3 separate regions of the Mus musculus genome follow, and all the other regions are linked to region 1. A link is a contact called in public Hi-C and Micro-C data. All regions are on one chromosome and are shown on one strand. Each heading gives the region's core, a stretch centred on a gene start, on an enhancer-like site or on the middle of the called end of the contact. The rest is flanking DNA. Distances are from core to core; before and after follow the strand shown. Region 1 has its middle 23 kb from the start of Gm36312. Region 2 overlaps Arhgap28 (Rho GTPase activating protein 28). Region 3 overlaps Arhgap28 (Rho GTPase activating protein 28).

Region 1 (2,931 bases), core at 10-2,509:
AGGATCATGGAAGCCATTGCTCACCTTCCAGGCCAGGGTTCTATGGGGATGCTGAAGGCCGCATGAGCAGAAAGCAGCAGGCAAGCCTCTGAGGAAGCCACCTTGTGTTATAGAATCCCACAAGCCTGACGGTTGTATTTCTAATTAGTTCCCGGATCTCGGGGAACTTTCTGTGCCAGACCTCAGTTTCCCTGCCTTCTCTGCCAAAGCATCAGAAGCTTGCCCTCCTCTATAGGGCACAGTGGCCAGGGAATGGTTCTCTGAGGAGCCTCTTGTAGGTAGAAGGGACTTAATAGTGACTTGTATAGAATTTTCCTGAGTTTTCAGGATTTTTTTCAAACTTTTTAATGATAAAGCATGAGTTATTTATTTGTGCTCAAGGATGGGCTCATAGTAAAATAAAATAAGCAAACTACGCAAAAAAAAAAATCTGATCAAGTATTTCCTCCCATTGAATAAGAATGGTCCTTGATGTTCAAAGTTTGGGGAAGATTATAATTTCGGATGTGACCCCCCCCCCATGGGTCCCAACTGTCAGTTGGTTGGTTCTCCATGGTCCTATGCTGTGCTTGTTAGTATGAACGCACAAGTGAAGAAATGCTGGGAGGAGGTAGCTGTTTGCTCCGATTTCCTTTCATGCAGTGGCTTTCACTGTCTGATTTTGCTTTCAGAGCTCACACCTGGCAAAAGAGCTTCACAAAAAAAGCAGGAGAAAAGCTAAGTGATTTCTGCACTCAAGCACGGGAGCTCTCGGTATGGAAAGAGGCTTCTGTGTGAGCGGATACCGGGAGCTCAGAATTGGAAGATGATGTTTAAAAATTTTCCTTCCTGGTGAACATTATCTTCAAAGCACGAAGGCCCCATGCATGGCCTTCGTTCCAGGAAAGATAATTACCGACGTGACACTGAAGAGCAGTGAGGGGGAGGCTGTCCTGATGATGTCATGTTCAAGTTTCTCCTCCTTGGCAGCGCGCTTCCTATCATTTCCCTGTGACTATGCAGCTTCTCCTAGACTGCCAATCCTCAGGGTCAGAAGCCACACTTTCTCCTGTTTTGTTTTGTTTTCTTCTTTCACTGTAATCTCCAGGAAGCTTATAGCTAAGTGTACAATACTCTCTTTGAAGATATTAGATAAACGTGGAGCTTTTAGCTTTATGTTGGAAAATTCTGGCATACCAGTTAAGATATTTTCAGAGTGAGACACATCTGGGAGCTACGTGGACTCTTTCAGCAAACACTTCATTACGTGTGACTCAGAGAAGGAAACCGAGCCTAAGCATTTGAAGGGGCTGGAGGCAGAGCTCATACAGTGAGTGAGGCTGAGGATAATTGGGAGGCGGGTTTCTCCTGTGCTTTTGCACATGCAGGTTAATAAACAGCCATCTATATGTAGTGGGTTAAGTTAAAAGCAATTCCAGCTGGGTTGTTTTCATCAAAAGTCATAGCATAAGGGCTCCTTGCCCTCAGTGCCATGGGAAAACATTAATAAGAAATCAGTCCTATGGGTAGGCAGCTAATGAGAGCAGATGAATTCAGTCAGTCAGTGAATGTCAGCCAATCAGATGTCAGTCAAGTGATGGAACCACAAAGAGACCAGGGGGTTCCCTTAGTGAAGTCCCAATGACTCCCCTGAGCCTGGGAATAAGCCTAGCTCCTCAGCAAGACAATCCTGGCTTTAGGCTGTCTCTTCTCCCTTTGCTCCTTTGGCTGAGAGTCACATCTAAGTCAGCTGGGCGCCTCTGCCCTTGGACTTCCTGCCTCTCCACAGTTCACGTCCCAGTAAAAGTTACTCATCCCCAGAATCCAAGAGGCAGGGCTACTACTCTCTGAAGGCATCTCCATTGTCACAGCACACCTTCTGGAAAAGCATTTTGATAATTGTATTTTGTATGTGCTCCTTCAAGAACTCTGAGGGGTTTGAGGGAAGGGAGACTTCTAAGTTGATCCTACTTCCTGGTCATGGAAAGAGTGAAGACATTTTGTCCACCTGGGAGGAGTCAAAGTCTAGCTGACTATAAGAAAGTCTATGGTGAGCAATTTAAAAAGAGAAGTAGCAGGGACTTCACTTTGTCACCTGGCCTGTCCCGACCTGGAGTCCTACCCCTGTTGGAGTCCCACAGATGGGATGGAGAACCGGCCTAAGCTTGCATGCTAGTAACTGTATATCAAGTATCTGGTGCGATGATTTCCATAGTTTGACACCCACCCCCACCCACCCCCAGCAAGTATGAAGGCCTACTGCCATTTCATCTGAGATGTCACTGTTGTTCATGGTGTCACTTAATGGGTTTCCAAGTAACTATGTGTATAAAAGTAAGTTATTTTTTCTTGTAACTGGTAAATCAATACCCTGCCCCACCCCCACCCCCCAAGGCATTATTTGATCCTATGGAAGCATGATTAAGGGAGGGTTGGTTTGCTAACCCTCAGGGATCTGGGGAGGTCTATTTTGAGGTTTTTGCTTTGTAAGCTTCAAGGAATCCTAAGGGTCATTTAGGAGGAGGTCTGCAGGCTGAGGAAGGAATCAATAAATTCCTTGTATCTTCAGAAATGCAATAGCTTCCTCTGACTCTAAGAATCCATTTGAGCCAGGGGTTCATTTGTAAGTTCTTTTGTGTTTTTTCCCATCAATTTCAAAGGAAACTGTATGAATAAATGTTTTTCAATGTCTGACTGCAAAAATATAACCCAAGCTGTCACATCTGTTATCCATGTGAGTGACTAGGTTAATTTTCCAGCATGCGTTTGGCCACAGTGGAGATTATGTATCAGCCAGGCATGTGTTACTTGGTTTAAGTCCAGCTTCATAATTTGTCACAATTTTTGGCATATTCAACTCTCCAGTTACTTGGATAGAATTTTTCTAAATGACTTTTTCTAAAGCTCAGCCAACAGACTCACGGCTAACACAAACAACAGTTCCATTGTCTT
Region 2 (2,948 bases), core at 16-2,515, 180 kb after region 1:
GCTGAGTTGTGTCCCAGATCCTTGTGGGCATTCCATATAATTTCAAGAGAACGCCTTGAGCGACAGATACCTGGGAAGCTGAGTCCAGGAATTTGAGGCCAGCCAGGTAACCGAGGAATACCTGGTTTTCAACAGCAGGATGAGGGGGGGATGTTGTTGTTTTCCTTTGCCTCCTGTGCTGTAAGCTTTAAGCACAACCCCTATCCATCACCGATCCTTATACATTGAGGATGCTGACCTAAGATGGCCCCCATTTAGAAACTGGACCTCTTGGTCTGGCTTTGAATCTTCTGGGGAAGCCAGATTCAGATCTGCCTCCAGGCTCTGGTTGCCCGTGTCTGTTTTCTCAGGCACTGGGGTCGATAAAGTTTAGTTCTAATGACAGCGAAGAAGGCCCCGTGATTGGACAATTTGTTAGCTTCAAGTAAATAGTTGTGTGGCCTTTCCTGCTAACTGCCTGCTCTTAGGAAGTGACATTCCCTGCACTTAGCCAGCCTAGGACTTCTGAGTATCTTGATGACAGAAACTAAGCTTCCTGTGACCTGTCAGGGGTGACTGGAGCGTGGAAGGCAGAGCCTCCATGGCTTTATCAGAGAGGCAAGGCAGGGAAACAGGTCTTTAGTTGGGGCTTCTGGGCTTATTTGCTCTCAAGGTCCTTTGGCTGTTTGTTGGTCACCTGCTTCTAGCTCCCGTGTAGCATCCATTCAGGCCCCTGACATGGTCTGCAGTACTCAGTCAGACCAAGAGCCAGGACCACAAGGAGGGAAAAGGGGCTCCTTGCTGGGAAACACCAAGGTTTTAAAAAGAGGTAGTATCAGTGACAACGTAATTTCCTCAGTTTCCTCTCCGGTGCTGGGACGACATCCCGGTCATGTTATCTCCTCCAGTGTAACTCAGAGTTGGCAAAACAGACTTGTGATGTTTCGTTGGCATCCGAAAGAAAAACACTTACTGACCTCAGTGAAGCAGCCAAGCAGTTAATGGGGGATGGGGGAGGGGTGGGGTGTGTGGGGGGAGCTGACTGAAAATTTCCACACATGCTGTTTTGAAAACCCAAGCACAGATGCCTGGGCCTGGAATTTTTAACCTAAACTCCATTCCCTCTTAATTTGAACCATCTCTGGAATCTCTAGGTCTACTTGGAGACTATTTCCTGTCAAATCCACATTGTGGTTAGTTGCAGAAAGCCCAGTACTGGAGGACGAGTCCTCATCTGGCTTCTGGCGCGTGTCATTGGAGGGAGCTGGCCTTGTACGCTGTGCCTGTGTGTTTGAGGCTGTGTCATGCCCTGTGAGGCCCTGAGTCAGGGCCAGCTAAAACAACATGACTCACTGTTTATAAGAAGTCCCACTGCGGCAAATTCTGATTAGACCGAGCCTAAACAAACGCGATACTCCCCGGATGCCAGAGCTTCAGAAAGTCCTTGCTATGCAAGGTGACACTTCAGCACCAGCTCTGCTAGGAGTTCAGGGGAATGCTTTGCTGTTCAGGAACACTAACCATCAGTTAACCAATTCCTACCCAGGCTGCGCACCCCTTTGTCTCTTTCAACGTCTCCATACATACATACATACACACACACACACACACACACACACACACACACACACCCTCCTCAAACCAATTTTCATTCATTGTTTTCTAAATTTGGTTTAAGACCAATTTGGATTGAGATCCATAAAATTAAAACTGCAGTTTCAAGCCGGGCAGTGGTGGCGCACGCCTTTAGTCCCAGCACTTGGGAGGCAGAGGCTGGCAGATTTCTGAGTTCAAGGCCAGCCTGGTTTACACAGTGAGTTCCAGGACAGCCTGAGCTACACAGAGAAACCCTGTCTCGGGGGGAAAAAATAAATAAAACTGCAATAATTTCCTGGCTGTTACTTTTCCTGCAGCCCAGTGAGTTCTCAGCCTCCATTCCTCTAGACTATAAAATACGACTTTAAAAGGAGTGGAAAAATGGTAGCTGGTTGACAAAGTCGTTCAGGTGGGGATGACCTAACGCAGGTCATGTGGCCATGAATGAAATGGGGACACCAGCAAAAGAAGTTTGTAGAATTTGGTGGCTACACAACAGACCTTAGGAACCATGACTTGTGTTCTGTCTGGGGGTATCGACTAAGATTTGACATTCTAGGTATTGAATAAATGGTGATTGCGGGTCAGCACTGAGTTTCCCAGGTGGCATTTGGTCCTGTAGGCTGGTGAGACAGAGAAGCTTGGATGCCCATCAGACAGTCCTCTGAGGATGGATGTCTAGGAAGGTTTTGAGAAACATTTGCTCGTGGGAGACTCGTGTCGAGGACAGTCACATCTGGACTGGGGAGGATTGGGTGGGAGAGTCCTAAAGACAGCAGTGGATGGAACCTGAAGAGTTTTACTAGCTAGGGGGATGGGAGGAGGTTGGCAGGGCCTGAAAGCCATGGCAGTAACCAGGAGGGCAGGGACATGTGAGCCAACACCATTTATCAGCAGCATCAACAATGGTAAAATGGCAAGTGAGGGTGACAACAGAGACTCATTCATGGGCTCTTTTTAGTGTGATGAACTTGGCTGCTGTGGGTTTCATAGAGTTATGGAGGCAGAAGCCAGTTGGATGCAGGAGTGGGAGGTAATGGGGAGCTGAGTACAGCCGTGGGGGCAGCAGGCGGCTGGATCCTGCAGAGGAGCCTTGAGAGGGATGATTGACAGATGAGGCAGAACAAAGGGGGCTTCTTTAGTTGCTCATTTGTTTCCCGTCACTCTTTATTTATGTATTTGCTTTGTCTAGATTACCGTTAGGACTGTTTGATCACACAGACGAATGGGATTTACTGTGGCAGTTTATGCATGCATATATCCTGCATTGATCATCTCCACATGTCAACTTCTACTCTCCTTTCTGCCCTCCCTGCTCCTTGCTATCCTTAAAGGAGGGAACTTAAAACAAAACATAAAAACGAACAAACAAA
Region 3 (3,418 bases), core at 422-2,921, 210 kb after region 1:
CACAATGCACTTGCAGCATCCGTCACACGCTGTATGATAATATTGTTGCTATTCTTGTTTTAAGTCACTCTTAAGAGAAATAAAAAGCAAGAAAACAGTTTCTTTTTGTGTTCCCTCTCCACCCCCCCCCCCCAAAAAAAGCTTTGATTCTCTGGTTTTATTCCAAGTTTCCATTGAGTATCATTTTGCCAGAACTTAAATCCTCTCCAACACTTCTTAAAGGGCAGAGTGGCTGCCTGTGCGTCCTCTGTGTTCCTGGGTATGTCTAAGACATTATTTATCCCGTTTTTATTTTCCAAGAAAATACTCTACTGGATATAGAATTAGAAGCTAAGTATTTTTTTTTTCTTTCAGCCCTCTAGAGATGCCCTTTTCCTGCCTTTGGCTGTAGCTTCTTCTGATGTTGCTTTATGCTCCCTCTTTCCTAGTCCTTATGGACGTAGCTTCTCTGTCTCTACTCTGTTGCTTCTGGTATTTGTTCTTGATTTGCTTTTCCGTGAGGGTATCATGGCACGAGACTTTGGTTTTCTTTTCCTTGTCTTTTCTTGGAGTTCACCAAATTTCTTCAAGCTATGATTTATCATTTCCAACAGATTTGGGGTGGGGGATTTCAACCGCTATTTTTTAAAATTGGTTTCCTTCCCTATCTAGGACTCCATTAACTGGTCTGTTAGATTACTCTTTGTCCCACAGGTCACCGGGAAACTCTTCAATTCCTGCACCCCCTTCCCTAACCTTGTCTGTTCCAGTTTTTTTTTTTTTCATATTGTTTAGTCTTCAAATTTATTGGACTCTTGTTTTGTGACTAGTCATGGACTGATAAGCCTGCCCAATATATTCTTCATTTCAGACACATCTTTCATCTCCAGAGAGTCTCAAGGTTCCTGTCTTCCATCTGTCCCTTCATGTGTTTCCTTTTAGGCGTTTTCGTAATCTGAGCATGTTTACACTTGGGCTTCCATTTGCTGGTGTGTGAGGTCCTCCATCCAGCTGTGTCTAAATCCCTGTGCCCGTCCTTCCTTTCTTTCCTTGTATGGGAGTTACGTTGGCTTGAATGCTGGGCTTGTGTTCGTCTTGTTGCTGTTTAGTGCAAGATAAGTGAAGGTTTTGTCTTATTTCCATTAAAATGTTTAGGGCAGACCTAGAGTAGCCTTTCAGAAATGACTGAGCTTCACCAAAGTAGACTTCTGAGGTCGTGACCTAAAAGCCCCAGTCTCTCTGACAAAGACTTTCTATTCCAACTGGACAAGGCTCACATGTCAGCCAGGCAAAGGGGACTTGGGGATTGTTTAACTTATAGAAACTCATTTGTTTTTTGTCAGACTCCATAAAGTTGACCCTGAACACCGTGACCTGATATTCAGCCTCAAACCCAAGGAAATGCCTTGTGGATTCTTGAGCTCTTTGTCTGCCTCCCTCCTTCCTGTCTGGCACTTGGTGCTTTCCCTCGCAGATTCTTTCTGCCTGAGCCTCCCAGAATGCCATTCTGTGCCCCCAGCTGGAGGAGACCACAGTGCTCTTGAGTTTGGTCTCCCTCTGCAGTCGGAGCCTCCTGTCAGACAGAGAGAGAGCTGGGATTAACTCCCAGAAAGCCCTGCTTGGTCCCTCGTCTTTGGACCGTATCCGATACTTCCTGTGTCTAATATCTGTAAACAGTTTCTTAGACTTAATCTGGTTTCCTACTTGTTTATAGTTGAAGGGACAATCTCATCAGTTTATGAGGACATGCTAAGAGTCTTCTAGACATTAAGGCACCCTTGGAGACTCTCTACAGAATAGTGCAGGAGATTACTGCGTGCAGGATCAGCTGAAGTGTTCAGATTGAACCCAGGACTGTGGAGGCACGTCCCAGACAGGTAAGGGGTATGACAGTTGAGAGGTAAGGGGCGATTTGGGACTCTCACTCTTTGTGAAACCCTTTCCTACGTCATCTTTCATGTATCAAGTATGTGGCTCGGGGGCAGCTTGTGTGTTCAGACTCTTCCAGGTATAAGAAGGAATCCCCTATTGTACGACGGGTTTAAACATCTCTGTCCATTCAAATGTGTTCTGTTTGATTTTGTTTCTCTAAATCTGAGCTGTCGATTGGGGAATTTCTAAAAGTACTACGTTAAGGGGCTGGCGTTTATGATTTATTTAATTATTGCCACGACCTAACAAGGTGGTCCTTTTCATTCATGAAGAAGGCACAGCTCAGAGAGATTGAGAAGTTTGTCTGAGCTCATACAGCTGGAAGTGGACTTAAACCCATGCCCTTCTCACTTGGTGCTTTGCATTCTGCTTTTGAGACAACGTTGCATGTATCCCAGGCTGGCCGCCAGCCAGTTCATTTTCTAGCGGAGGATGCTCTTCTGGTCCTCTTGCCTCTGCCTCCCTGGTGCAGGTCCTTACAGACATGTTCCAGGAAGGCTCATTTTCCGTGGTACTGAGGATGAAACAAACCCAGGGCTCATGACTACTAAGCAAGCACTCTTCCAACTGAGCCATGTCCTTAACCTGTGTACTTGGCAAGTTTAATATCAGGCTGTATGTCCCTCCCTTGTTACATGCTACCTTTGTGCCACAGTGATTTCCATCTGTCTTCGTAGCATTTGAATCAGTTGTAGACTATGAAGGTTAACCTACCAATCTGTGTCTTCTGAGCACAGCCGAGCCTCTCTGCAGCAAGTTAGGATGGAGAAAAAGAGCAAGAGATACTGTCTCTGTTACTCGCCTTAAAAAAGAAATAGTCCTGCCCTCTTGGAATTAATGTAACAATTCAAATATTCCTCTGTGGAGATGAACCCCTCCGTGTGACTTTGTTTTCCCTGCTTTATTCCTTACAGGTTAGTTATTGGAGCCAGCTCGTAGGAAAGTTTTACCCACTATAAGGCAGCACACAAGAACAAGGAAAACCATTTTTTTATTGTGATGTGTGTGTACTTGGGATCTGTGGACAGCAGGCACAGTTCTGTGATATTTGTTCCTTTATTGTCAGACCTATAAATTCTCTTCTCCTACAAGACAGATCTTTATATGTTCTGTCCTGTAGAAGACATTTATTTAATACTAGCAATGTTAGATGTTCCCCAGTTATTGATAAATTGCATTGAAGTGAGACTTGCATAACAACAAAAACAGCCTACCAGAGTCTTGGCCGGCTCCCCGACTTTATCTTTTTATTCACCAATCAAATACGGTGGGTGCAGGTCTTGATTAAGTGTGCCAGAAAGGGGGCAGTAAAGGATTTCTACCGCAGCTACCTGGCCACAGAGCAGCATGCCAGGGGAGGAATGCCAGAGCTTCTGGGTGCTTCAAAGAGCCCCAGCCTCCCCTCCTCCAGCTCCAGGCTGAAGTTGCTGTTCTGGAAAAGGCAGAGTTAGTGCCTTGATCACCTCGTGGAGCTGAATTCACAAACCCTGTGCACTTTCCAGGCTGG

The links. Hi-C and Micro-C count contacts between places; a contact is called where the count stands out from the background.
Region 2: a Hi-C map of muscle stem cells shows a contact between it and region 1, with 6 times the contacts expected there. The contact joins two enhancer-like sites. A contact is called at or near these places in 1 of 39 promoter capture datasets (the 3T3-L1 cell line), 20 of 484 Hi-C or Micro-C datasets (the 3T3-L1 cell line, 3T3-L1-derived adipocytes, the C2C12 cell line and 12 more) and 4 of 115 datasets of contacts at active chromatin or transcription factors (double positive thymocytes, embryonic fibroblasts, fibro-adipogenic progenitors and 1 more).
Region 3: a contact with region 1 is called in a Micro-C map of granulosa cells, with 2.5 times the contacts expected there. The contact joins two enhancer-like sites. A contact is called at or near these places in 5 of 484 Hi-C or Micro-C datasets (cranial neural crest, embryonic fibroblasts, granulosa cells and 1 more), 8 of 115 datasets of contacts at active chromatin or transcription factors (the NIH/3T3 cell line, cardiomyocytes, craniofacial prominence and 5 more) and 1 of 9 other capture datasets (adipose tissue).

The regions. Positions count from the first base shown.
Region 1 is chr17:68,163,634-68,166,564 of GRCm38.p6, reverse strand. No RefSeq gene overlaps it. Among named protein-coding and RNA genes, the nearest start is that of Gm36312, 23 kb to the left of the region's middle. Within about 2 kb of position 1,259, at least 107 of the 459 cell types and tissues checked have an H3K27ac peak or open chromatin away from gene starts, as enhancers often do. A contact at or near this core is called in the MC38 cell line, Sertoli cells, embryonic fibroblasts and 4 more, where this site is marked.
Region 2 is chr17:67,987,453-67,990,400 of GRCm38.p6, reverse strand. The region is part of intron 1 of Arhgap28 (Rho GTPase activating protein 28); the gene reads left to right. Among named protein-coding and RNA genes, the nearest start is that of Arhgap28, 15 kb to the left of the region's middle. Within about 2 kb of position 1,265, at least 144 of the 459 cell types and tissues checked have an H3K27ac peak or open chromatin away from gene starts, as enhancers often do. A contact at or near this core is called in the MC38 cell line, Sertoli cells, embryonic fibroblasts and 4 more, where this site is marked.
Region 3 is chr17:67,954,069-67,957,486 of GRCm38.p6, reverse strand. The region is part of intron 1 of Arhgap28 (Rho GTPase activating protein 28); the gene reads left to right. Among named protein-coding and RNA genes, the nearest start is that of Arhgap28, 48 kb to the left of the region's middle. Within about 2 kb of position 1,671, at least 21 of the 459 cell types and tissues checked have an H3K27ac peak or open chromatin away from gene starts, as enhancers often do. A contact at or near this core is called in granulosa cells, where this site is marked.